Linked DNA regions of Mus musculus: all the other regions are linked to region 2. Evidence: chromatin contacts called from public HiChIP or PLAC-seq and promoter capture Hi-C data. All regions are on one chromosome and are shown on one strand. Each heading gives the region's core, a stretch centred on a gene start, on an enhancer-like site or on the middle of the called end of the contact. The rest is flanking DNA. Distances are from core to core; before and after follow the strand shown. Region 1 holds the start of Arfip1 (ADP-ribosylation factor interacting protein 1). Region 2 holds the start of Prss48 (protease, serine 48). Region 3 overlaps Fbxw7 (F-box and WD-40 domain protein 7). Region 4 overlaps Fbxw7 (F-box and WD-40 domain protein 7).

Region 1 (3,065 bases), core at 152-2,651, 1.4 Mb after region 2:
CAATTCCTAGAGAAAGTATACAACTTAAGAACAAATAGATAATAAAAGAAGCCAAGTATCCCCAAATTTAAAGAAACACCACCAGGCATCCTCAAGGAGACACCCAGTTTTGTTATGTACTAGCTGTCCACACCATTCATACACAACCGGGCATTGCAAGACATGTTTTCCAAGTCACCCTTCAGAAGCCCTGTACATGATGACACTTGCACTTAGCTACAAGTCTTATTCAGTTCTTACAGAACGAGAGCAAGAGTTACACTAGACAGGGGCCCCTTTCTAATAATGGAGAAGACTAATGGGTTTCAACTCAAGAGGATGGTTTTGAGTAGGAAAATTCACAATACATTGCAGAATAATTACAGTTTGAGAGAATTGGTACCCACCCACCACTCCCTTTATAGCTCAATTTCAGAACAGAAAAGCCCTTTATACAAGATTTATGTTTGGGCATGTCAGCACTGTTTTTGTTGATGTTTTGTTTGAGTTGATGTGCTAGCAATCTAAGACAATACCGTTATTTAGGTTTGAAATATGTGTAGTGCATTATGTAAATGTATGTAGTGTTACTATTAACCAGACTGAGGAAGACACAGTACAAGGATATTTAAACTCATTATCTAACACCGCTGGGAATAGGGAAGATTCTCGCAGGTACCCCCAAAGTCTGGTAGGAAACGACCAAGAAGAGCTCTGGGAGAAGGGACAGTTGAACTGTTTCTGTGGACGGGGCGTCAGCGATCTACTTAAGAGGGGATGAGCAAGAAGGCAGAGTTCGGTTGCCGGCAAAAGAGGAGCAGCGAAGAAAAGTACTATGAGCCCACTGTCAGAGAGCAAGCACAGAAACAGAGCTACCACCGCACGTTCACGGTTGCCGGTCTTGGTGCACAGACTGGTAAGAGTGCGGTGATCGCGGAGAGCTAGCGAGAAACCTAAGAAAGCGAGGGCCGGGCTTCCGTGCTGCCAGCGCCGGTACACTCATCTTCGCTCCATCCCTTCCGCATCCCGTTCTTCTCTCCGGTGGTTGACAAACTTTCGGCTCCGCGGTGGTGAGCTACGGCCACCTCCACCCTCCAGACACGGAGTACGCGTGTGGGAAAAGGGTAGAGGATGTCTGGCTGGAGGGCTGCACTTCGCAAACTATGGACTGTTCCTCTACGCTGCAACCCGGTTACCCCGGCAACGGTCCGTGCGGATTCCCGGATGTAGTTCACAGGGCCGCGGCCCGGGGCGGAGTCGGGAGGACCCAGCCCCCTGGGAGACGCGCGCGCACCATAGAGACGTGGCGGGGCCCGGGCTTGGCTTCTAGAGAGAGGCTGTCCGGGGCCTAAGACCCCGCACTTCCGGTCTGCTCGCTTCCGGCTTCGCGGGTAGGGTGCAAGCGCCGGAGACCGGGTTGAGAGGTCGCGGGTGCAAGTGTCCTCGGCGGTTGGTTGCCCGGAGCCTGTGACAGCTGTAGCTGCTCCCCGCCCCCGAGGCGTGGGGGAGGAGACGAAGGAAAAGCTCCCGGTTGCGCTTCCGGTCCCTTCTCCCTCTGGCCGACGTGATTCCCGAGGGCTGCGACCGGGAGAGCCCGCGACGGAGCGCTGCCGGCTTCCCCGCTGACAGACAGGTGAGGGCGGAGCCGCGGCGGAAAGGAAGGGGTTGGGGTGGCGTGCTTCCCGACAGATGGATGTGTCGCCTGCGGCTACTCTCATCAAACTTGCTCCTGGGCACTTCCATCCCTGGGAGCAGCCAAGTCCGCCCCTTGGTCCCTCCTGTCCCTCTGAGTCTGAGTGTGTTCTGGAGTGAAGGGGGGCAGCACTGGCCCCTGGGGCGGCTCCGCTCGGCAGTGGGAAGAGTTGGCAGGGTCTGGGGCTTTCTGGACTCTGTCCGAGTGGGCCGCCTTTCCCCCTGCTCTTCCCTGAGTGTCCTGCTTCCTCTCTCCTGCTGTGAGAGGAAGGGAGGTAGCAATCTCTTGGAGAGATTGCCTGACACCGGTGCCGAGGGAGGCGCCCTGCCTGAAATGTCCCAAGCCTGAGGGCGTCCAAGGAATGCTGGAGTTTGGAGGAGGAAATTGTGGCCCTGCCTTCTGGTGCGTTCCTTATTGCCAAGTTAACTACTCTTTACGTGTCTAGGAAAGGAAGCGTCTCTCTCTCTCTCTCTCTCTCTCTCTCTCTCTCTCTCTCTCTCTCTCTGTGTGTGTGTGTGTGTGTGTGTTAAGTGCTTAGATTCTAGACTTTCTCCCCTGTTATTGCTTCCTTGGCTTTGTTCTTGTTTTCCTCTTGAACCCTCTGATCTCAAAAAGTTTATATTTTACACTTCCTGCAGATCCTTTAAGTCACCCTTTCAGGATTTCTGTGCGTCCCTCCTTTATTTTTTCCTGAACTATCCTTTCTTGGTTCTTATCTGATCAGGGGGGCGGAGGACGAATGAAAAAATCGCAGGGCTTTTCATCAACGTGTTGCTTTCACAACTGCGAAGGTGTGTTCACACTTGCCATTTGATTAACTTGATTGCTAAAGAAAGGTGCACCAGATTGATGGCGGTTGGTCAGTTCTCTGGAGGCTGCAGGAATGGCTTGTATTTCATTGCTGCTCTTTCAGAGCAAGCGTTGCAGCAATGTACACTTTTCTTGTATTTGTTCTATTTTTATTTGCTTTTAATTTTCGTTTTTGTTTTTCTTGTTCACCGTGACCAACGCTTCCTTCTAACTCCAAAGTTTAACAGTATATAGGAAAACAGCATATTTCCACTATGATTTTCTGAATAAAAGGCTTTGCCTGAGCTATTTTGTTTCCTGCTTGACAAGATGTTACTTTTCTTGGATTATGCTTGCTTTAATCCTGGGTTGGGGTCTCAGTCCAGGAATCAGGGGTTTTTCTATCTCTACCCTGAAATGATGTGCAAAGTTTGTATGTGTGTGTTCTGGGGAAATGCATTCTTCTTATCAAATTCTTAAAAGACGTGGAATGTGCAGCATGATTAAGAAGTACTGGTCTAGTGTCTTGTTGAAGCTAAAGGAAACAGTTTATTCACGGAGCTGCTGTTTCCCCAAGTTACACATGGTTTACTCGGGTGTTATG
Region 2 (2,976 bases), core at 403-2,902:
TTACTAGTCCAAACACATTTATTAGGCAGACTCTGCCCCACACGGGCTGAGCCTAATTGGTTTCTACAACTATAATTTGTATGAGAGAAGCAGGTCAACTCTTTTTTACCCTCCAATTTTCAGAATAAGAAGCCAGTGCCCTTGTTACATCCCATAGAGTTTGCTTCCAACAAAACTTAACAGACCGCAGTATCAAAATACATTTTTATAAAACATTTTAACAACAGAGAAAAGAGAATCTGTGAGCAACCTAACTAACGAAATTATCAAAGAAGTCCGTTAGAACGTCACATCTGTACTGTGATGGCAGAAGCCCAGACCCTGGGATAATCATGGGACCAAGAGTGTCTGCTCAAACCTTTACTCCTGACAAATCAAAGACCTGGCCAGAGCCCAAGGATCGACGCAAACCAAGGCAGAAGCAACCTGTTCTCCAGTCAGGGGCAAATGTCAAAGGAAGATCTGACGTTTCTTTTCTTTTTACAGTGCTTGGGGTAGAACCCGGGGCCCTTCATATGTGAAGTAAACACTCGGCTATGCAGCTATCCCCAGCTCCCTGACCTTTTAAAAAGCCACATTCACGGTTAAAACTGTCTGTGAAAACCAGAAATTATTTGAAATAACCACAAAGGTGATTGTGATTAAAACAAGTGGTTTTTTTTTTCTTCAAAAAAAAAAAAATTAAGATGAAAAGCAGGAAGTCACAAATTATAAGATGATAAAAATCATAGCAATTGGTACAAACCCTGAGTGAATGTTTTCAGCTCAAAGACAGGGGACAGAAAAAAAATCTGTCCCGTCCACATGCACGGGAGGAGTCAGGCTGAGGGCAATATCACTAAAAAACCTGCTGGCCTACTCTGACACATTTCCATATCCCCTCCCAGCTCCTTTTATATGAGGGTTGGTACTTCACTGCCAGGAGAACCTACATCCTGGTAAGAACAGATCATCTGCACCAATAAAGCCTCTTAGGAATTTAAGTTGAATAAAAGGAAGCTCTTGGGCAGGTGGTATGGACTGTAGTTGAGCCATTTTAATGTAAGAATGCCAGGAATCTGCGTGGAGACACTCAACAATCCTGCTTATAAGCTCTCAAGCTACCACAAACCCACGTCCTCCCAGTTCTCGTCTTCAAGGGCTGTCCTAGGTTAACTCCCTTATTGGCTTTCCACACAAACCCAGGTGTGAACACCGAGACCACACTACAATAAATGTCCCATACACAGAGCATTGCCGAAGACTTTAGTTTCCAGAAAACCTGATTTGTAAAAACAAACGGATTTAACTCAGAGAGTGGGTTAATTTCCTCTTTTATGTGTGTGTGTGTGTGTGTGTGTGTGTGTGTGTATTTTGACTAATGCTCGAATCCTGCCCACTTCCACTTTGTGCTATGGACAGACAAGATCTTAATCCTTCCCAATACCCTCTACCCCCACCTTCGGCAAAAACAAAACAAAAAGAAACAACAAAACTCCACAGTGGCTCCCCCAAGACAGTAGGGGGCGCTGCACAGTCCCGCAGCCGCTCGGCTTAAATCCCTTGCAGTCCGGCCCAGGCGAAGGGGAAAACGCTGAGAGCGCCACCTAGCGGGAGCAGCTGGTCCTGCCCCTTCCGCGGCTACTTCTCAGCGGCCTTCCGACAGGAGCCTGAGTCCCGGAAGCCGGAAGTACTGCAATGAGGACAGAAGCATGGGCCCTGCTGGCCTTAAGGTTCTGCTGCTGCTTTTTCTGGGTGAGCCCCAGGGCCAGAGCCAAGAGGGGAGAAAAGCAGAGGTTTTTGGGCCTCAGGAAGGAATCAGATGATAACGTGTGGGCATTACTTGTGAGTGGCATTGTCCAAGAAACTCCCGCGAGGTTACTGTCCGTGGTTCGATAAAAGCAGTAAACAAAACTAAGGTCCTTGCTTTCATGGGACTTCTAATCAGTGCACGTATTGAAAATGTAAATTACCAAGCATAACAATGGGTAGTAATGTCATGAGAGGAAAAGAGCACCTAAGGTTCAGGGACAATAGAGGCCTGTAATCCCGACATTCAGAAGAGCTGTACCCAGAAGATCCTATGTTTGAGGCCAGACTGGGCTACATTTGCGAATTCTAGGCTGACCTAACTTACATAACACAAAAGAACAAAAAAAGGTAACTGGTTAGTATAAAGTGGCCTCTCCCAGAGGAACAATTTAAGCAGATACTTGAAAGAAACTGGGTAGTGGCTCAGCTGGTGGAACTCATGGCCAATGCGTTCCAGCCCCAGTAGCACAAGGGGTCTCCCAGGTGCCATTCCAGGGACCCACCTGGCTGGGGACTTGAGGGAATGAGGAAAGGACAAACACACATACACAGACACACAGAAAAGCTGGGGTTGGGTGACCGGAGCTGCAGCAGCTTGGCATGTTTATTATATACAGTTGAATAAAAAGGTGGGCTTATTACATACCCGTAAACAAAGAGGCAGGCTGTATGGTGTAATGCTGGATTGAGGAGGCAGGTTTAGCTAATCTACTTGTCTTTGTTGGGGAGCATCCTTCAGGCCATAAACATGGTGGGAGAAAGCTACAGTGGGCATTTTCTGCCCAAACTATCAACATCCACATATGAACCAGAGAAGGTTTGCCATCCCTCTGAGCCTTACCCCGAGAAGTGAGGGGTGCTGCCATTTTCCCACAGGTCTGAGTCTACTTGATAAGGATATGCCCAAGTGAAAAAATATACCTGTGCTCAGGGCTATCTTCACACCCTCAAGAGAGGAAGACTTCATGGAAATGAGCAAGTTAGATAAGACCCAGGCCTGGGAAAATTGCACTTCAGGCAGAGGAAACTAGAGGCACTTCTGGCATAATAAGTAACTTGTTCGGTTAATTCTCTGGCCCACAGTTGATTAAAACAAGGGCACGCTATCAGTAGCAAAGAGGTAAGAGGTAGCACAAGAGATACACACGTTTTGTAAAATGACAACTCAGTTAAAGAAAACAACAT
Region 3 (2,859 bases), core at 153-2,652, 1.2 Mb after region 2:
CTAATACTGAGAGACAACTATATACACACATATATGCGCACACATACACACACACACAAAGTATGCATATGTTTTAGACACCTGAAGGTACAGCCTGTCTTTTGCATACAAAGGATAAAATTCAAGTGAATGACAAAGACTGAAATTTATGTCCCTACTTTCTTAGCACACAGGCGACACCAAGAGAGAAACGTCTGCTCCTCCCAACTCCTAAAGCTTTAGACTTTAGGCTGATAGTCTCCCAGGAATTAGAGGATGATACAGGAAGTCTGCATGTAGATAGGATCTGCACCAGAAAGGCTACCAGCCCAGTCCCCTGAGGTGAAAATGCACAGAAAGGACAAGAGCAAAGAAAGGAAAGGCTCCACAGGGAATAGCAAGATTTAACTTTAAACAAGGAGAAAAAGATAACAAGAGAAGACAGACAGTAAAGTCCTTTGCTTGTCAAGTAATAAAACAAGACAAGGAGAGAAAAAGAACACACAAGGCAAGTTCCCCATCAGGTCACTTCCGTAACCTGGATGTGTGCTTTTCCTTTCAGTGTCCACGTTGCTCGCTTTACAACACACGAGTTCTGGCACTCCTCTCTCACAAGCCCTCAGTTCTCAACAGACTTTTACATGAGCAGATTAACAAATAAAAAATTAATAAAACCTTCAGGAATATGGCAAACTTTCCCCAGGTTCAGAAAAAGCCTTTTAAAAAGTTTTATCTATTGACTTCCCTATTAAGTCTTTCTTAGAATGAATATTAAATAAGTCCTATCCATGTTTATGCTTATCAACAATCAATTCTTAAACAGAATCTAACTGATAAAATATATTAAAAAAAAAACTGACCTAAATGAAAGAGTGGGGACTTAATTACAAAGCAGGCTTCCCGATACTGGCATTAATGGTATTTTAAACCAGATAATTTTTTGCTTTGAATAGTGCCCTATATATCATTTATAGCAGTTTCTATAGTCATTAGATCCCAGCAGTGAGTGAGTTAATTCATTCCTCTCCTCCTTCTCCCACACTGTCCCCTCTGCTCCTCCTGTCTTCTCTCCACATAGCTGAGACCATCAGAAACACCTCCACTGTGAGAGATTAGTTACTACATCCAGATAGTGTTGTGATCTCATTTTTCCTAAAAGCATCCGTAAGGTAGGTATTAGTTTCCCTAACATATGGATACACTGAAGAGAGAGAAAGGAACTTGCCAAAGGTCTTACAATCAGTGTGAGCACCCACATGATGGGCCTTGAATTCCTGCTTTATAATCATTGTTACATCATCATATTTTCATGTGATTTTTGAAAAGTAACATTGTATCATTTAAAAAAAAAAAAAAAAGAAACCTAAAACTGTGACCCATTAAGAAAATGGAAGTGAAACTGTAAGCTCTCCTAGTCTAGGTGCGGGATGACAGACACAAGGGCTCTTGAGCACTAAGGCCAGAGCTGCAGCAACCCGAGTGGCTACATAACTCTCAGAAAACTCACAACACTCCTTGGAGCAAGTATTATCCTTTCTTCCTAAGTTAAGAAAGCTCGGAATGGAAAAGGTCTGTAACCTTAAAAGATTCACAACTGAATTGACGATACAAAAAAAAAAAAAAAAAAAACAGGATTTTTTTTTTCTTTTGGTTTTTCGAGACAGGGTTTCTCTGTGTAGCCCTGGCTGTCCTGGAACTCACTCTGCAGACCAGGCTGGCCTCGAACTCAGAAATCCGCCTGCCTCTGCCTCCCGAGTGCTGGGATTAAAGTCGTGCGCCACCACCGCCCGGCTAAAAATAGGATTTCTTAAATGAGACTGGCAAGCAAGCTAACTATCCTAGCTAAAGAAAATGAAAAGGGAGGAAACACAAAATGGGAAAATGCTGCTTAAACATGAAATACATTTAAAAAGAGGTTTTCTGTGAACTGTCTCTTGAGTGTGACAGAGTTGAAAGGCCAAAGGTGGGACACTGGGGAGAAGCAAAGCCAAGACTCAAACAGAGGTGGAGGACTGGAAGACAAAGGCTGAGCTAGCCACCGTAAGCAGTAAGCCAAGGCAATGCTGAAAGCCTTGAGGCTACCTTCCACGGAAGACAGACAGCTGGGGACAGGCCAGCAGGTGCTTCCTAAATAAAGCAAAGCAACACAAGCAGGGGAAAGACTAGCAGGTTTCATTAACGGTGGTTTCCAATACACAAAATCTACCAGCCCAATTTCTTTCTTTCTTTCTTTCTTTTTTTTTTTTTTTTTTTTTTGGTTTTTTTTGGTTTTTTTTTTTGAGACAGGGTTTCTCTGTATAGCCCTGACTGTCCTGGAACACACTCTGTAGACCAGGCTGGCCTGAAACTCAGAAATTCAACTGCCTCTGCCTCCCAATTTCTGTTTTGCTTTATTGTGTGTGTCCTGCCTCCTCCAACCAGAGATAAGTTTCAGCAATCAGGTATTTTTATGCTTTGTTCACTTAGATCAATGCCTGACACAGTAGGTATTCAGTAAATATCTTCTGCTGAATAAAGACAGTATTCAAAATAGGAACATATTCAAAAGCAAAGATCACAAATGACATCAGTTTTTGAAAACAGAGCAACTTCACAAATACAACAATAACGTAACACTGCACTCTGTATTACTACAGTGACTAGCACTTAGTGGGCACTGAGCCAGATACTGCTAAAGGCTCGCATGCGCAATGCCAGTCTTCCTAATACCATAAGTGCTGTAGGTACTATTATTATCATTACAGTTGTACAGGAAGCACAATGAACTTGAGCAAGCAGCTCAAAGCTTGCCTCTTAGCTCCTTATATACAATTATTAGCATCCCTCTTACAGAAATCAGAAATGTAGGGTAGATCAGACCTTTTGTCCAAACCTTCTCTT
Region 4 (2,700 bases), core at 158-2,657, 1.0 Mb after region 2:
AAAAGCCATGGCTGTTTAAAGGAACAAATTTAAGGCCATATGAATAATTTAAGATGTTGGAATTTTATAATAACCATGTAAAACATTTAAGTAACTTCACAATTGTTACGTGAAAACATATCAACACAGGCCTCTGATGAAGACACCTCTAGGGGCTAATGCACCATTTTGGACATGGATGGGTAAAGAGTAACAGGCAAGGTATGGCTCTTCCTCTAAAACTTGCACTCGGATCCCATAAGATGTAAGAAACACAAAGGCTTGCAGGAAGCGGCACTCAGAGTAATTCAAGAGGTATGTATTCCCTTAGACTCTGCAGTGATGTGAACAACTATGGAACTCGGGTTAGCACTGAACTATGTCCGTGACCTACTCTACTTTGCCAGTGTAAGGAGGGGGGGGGGCTCCAGTAAGTCATGTGCTCTCCTTTCTCTTGCACATACAATGTAGAAAGCATTCACTTGTCCTCAGGGCTCTGTGCTCAATCTCTACACAACACAGCTTTGAAATGCAACACGAAGAACGCCCCACCCAGGAGCCAAAGCACTGGATTGGTTGTCTGATCCCAGAGCATTCAGGCATTGCCACAGATTCTGCCCATCTGACAACATGGTCAAATTTGATTCATCACTGACCATAAAGTATAAATAACTTAAAATTACAATTTATTGATTCACGTCCCTCACAGAATTTGAATTTTTTAAAAAAATAGTATGTTGGTTATTTTACCTATCCTACATTATAAGAAATCTGTAGACAATACCATAGCCAAGGCCATTTTGGGAGATGAACAACTATGCTAACTCAACAAAACTGCAATTTTAATTAAGCATTTGAAAGCAGAATGCAGATGCAGGAGGCTCAGAGACAAATTCAAGAAGTTCAAAACATATCTAAGACTTAGTCATTACTGTACCAGCTAAGCTACCAGCACTTCTTCTAGATTATGATATTCAGATCTCCAAATGGTCTCTCAAGCTTCCTATCTTTACTCTCCTATTCTATTTCCCAGGCAAAGTCCCTCTTCTACTTACAGCCTTAAGCCTCCATAATAAGAGACTTTTTCTGGCACAGTGATTTCCCCAAAACTGGCAGGATCCCACAGTTTACTCGAAGGAGATGCCCCACCCCCAACCCCCAAGAAAGTGCTTCTCTGGCTGTCATGAACTCACTTTGTAGACAAGGCTGGCCTCCAACTCATAGAGATCTGCCTGCCTCAACCCCTAGAGTGCAGGGATTAAAGACATGTATCAACATGCCCTGCTGATTTCTCTCTCTCTCTCTCTCTCTCTCTCTCAATGCAGGTGATTCATGAATTAGCACGAGGGAACACTAATAGAGTGTGCTTACTGTTCCAATCAGGCACAAGGTTTTAAGACCTTGGACAGCACTGAGCCTGAACTCCCATGATAGAAAACTCACTTCTTTAGAACCTAAGCAGGGCAGTCAGTCTACCTGACTGCTGTTTTGAGACACCATCTTGCACTGGAGATCACAGGCTTAAGCCACCACACCCAGTTTCCCCATCTCTATTTGAACAGTTCTTGCCCTCTCCTGTGGGCAATTCTTCTTAGTTCAAACAGCTTCATAATCCAACTCAGAAAACGTGATCTAGGTATTCCTTTCCAAAGAACCCAAGGCTCAATCTGTTTCTATTTTGATGTAAAGACTATATTAAATACAGAACTTTCCTCTAGTCTTCCCTGACTAAATACACAAAGTTCTTCAACTTCGTTACACAAGGTTTAATAAGCTTCCTTAACCATGCTGTAACAAAATTTCAAAGAAACAAAAATACTGATCTTGTTTTGTCACCTCTCTTATAGCTTTTAATCTTCTGTTACTAACAAGACTTAAATTAAGTAAAACAAGTCAGAAAACATGTGTAATTTGACTTAGCATAGAACATGGTAAATCTTTAAATATAGTTTATTCATTATAAATATCAAAACAGAAGTATTTTTTCTAGTCCATTGTTTTTAGTTGACATTTCTGTTTTTCATTAACAGGCTGTTATCTACAGTGGTGTATCGTTTGTTCTTACTCAATTTGCAAATGGAGTTGAGAGTACTTTACTAGGACAGAGGAGGCTGGACCAAGTGCTGTAACACTGCCTTAGGAGCAATAGGAGGGCAGGAAGAGGACAAGAGCTCCCATTTTGCTTGTTACACAACAGGGAAGTCACCCTCAAATGCCTCAATCGCAGATTTGTACAAAGATTGCCAGTGTACCCCTCATAGGTCAGCTCATACCACCCTCCTTTGTTCGGGAGCTAGGGCTATCTATAAGATTGGCGCTGACGCATCATAAGCCTCCAGGCAAGTGAGTCAGTTCTAGTTAGTTTGGCACCAGCCTCGAAACAAAACGAAACAAAAACAACAACAACAACAACAAAACCAGGGTTGTCTTGGCTAAGGTTTCTATTGCTGTGACAAACCAGCAAGACCAAAGAGCAAGTTGGGGAGGGAAGGGTTTATTTAGCATATACCTCCATATTGCTGTTCATTATTGAAGGAAGGCAGGACAGAAACCTAAACAGAGCAGAATCCTGAAGGTGGGAGCTGACAGAGGCCATGGAGGAATGCTGCTTACTGACTTGCTTCCCCTGGCTTGCTCAGCCTGCTTTCTTACAGACCCTCAGAGATGGCACCACCCACAAGAGGTTGGGTCCTCCCCAGTGATCACTAATAGAGAAAATGC

What was found. Promoter capture Hi-C pulls out the DNA fragments that hold promoters and counts their contacts. HiChIP or PLAC-seq counts read pairs in DNA pulled down with a chosen protein or histone mark.
Region 1: a promoter capture Hi-C map of liver shows a contact between it and region 2, with 5 times the contacts expected there. The contact joins the promoter of Arfip1 here to the promoter of Prss48 in region 2. A contact is called at or near these places in 6 of 39 promoter capture datasets (embryonic stem cells, hippocampal neurons, liver and 2 more) and 2 of 115 datasets of contacts at active chromatin or transcription factors (embryonic stem cells and extraembryonic endoderm stem cells).
Region 3: a promoter capture Hi-C map of embryonic stem cells shows a contact between it and region 2, with 3 times the contacts expected there. The contact joins the enhancer-like site here to the promoter of Prss48 in region 2. A contact is called at or near these places in 4 of 39 promoter capture datasets (embryonic stem cells, hippocampal neurons and liver) and 2 of 115 datasets of contacts at active chromatin or transcription factors (both in embryonic stem cells).
Region 4: a contact with region 2 is called in an H3K27ac HiChIP or PLAC-seq map of embryonic stem cells, with 3 times the contacts expected there. The contact joins the enhancer-like site here to the promoter of Prss48 in region 2. A contact is called at or near these places in 5 of 39 promoter capture datasets (the 3T3-L1 cell line, cranial neural crest, embryonic stem cells and 1 more) and 4 of 115 datasets of contacts at active chromatin or transcription factors (astrocytes and embryonic stem cells).

What each region holds. Positions count from the first base shown.
Region 1 is chr3:84,580,961-84,584,025 of GRCm38.p6, reverse strand. Arfip1 (ADP-ribosylation factor interacting protein 1) reads left to right here and starts at 1,401. Exons shown (of 9, transcript NM_001081093.2): 1 at 1,401-1,612. Gm35410 (predicted gene, 35410) reads right to left here and starts at 1,611. Exons shown (of 1, transcript NR_164319.1): 1 at 1-1,611.
Region 2 is chr3:86,001,207-86,004,182 of GRCm38.p6, reverse strand. Prss48 (protease, serine 48) reads left to right here and starts at 1,652. Exons shown (of 6, transcript NM_001001650.2): 1 at 1,652-1,734. The coding sequence starts at 1,692. The region is part of intron 1 of Sh3d19 (SH3 domain protein D19); the gene reads right to left.
Region 3 is chr3:84,826,389-84,829,247 of GRCm38.p6, reverse strand. The region is part of intron 1 of Fbxw7 (F-box and WD-40 domain protein 7); the gene reads right to left. Among named protein-coding and RNA genes, the nearest start is that of Fbxw7, 12 kb to the right of the region's middle. Within about 2 kb of position 1,402, at least 91 of the 459 cell types and tissues checked have an H3K27ac peak or open chromatin away from gene starts, as enhancers often do. A contact at or near this core is called in embryonic stem cells, where this site is marked.
Region 4 is chr3:84,961,853-84,964,552 of GRCm38.p6, reverse strand. All of the region lies in intron 6 of Fbxw7 (F-box and WD-40 domain protein 7), which reads right to left. Among named protein-coding and RNA genes, the nearest start is that of Gm30944, 60 kb to the left of the region's middle. Within about 2 kb of position 1,407, at least 13 of the 459 cell types and tissues checked have an H3K27ac peak or open chromatin away from gene starts, as enhancers often do. A contact at or near this core is called in embryonic stem cells, where this site is marked.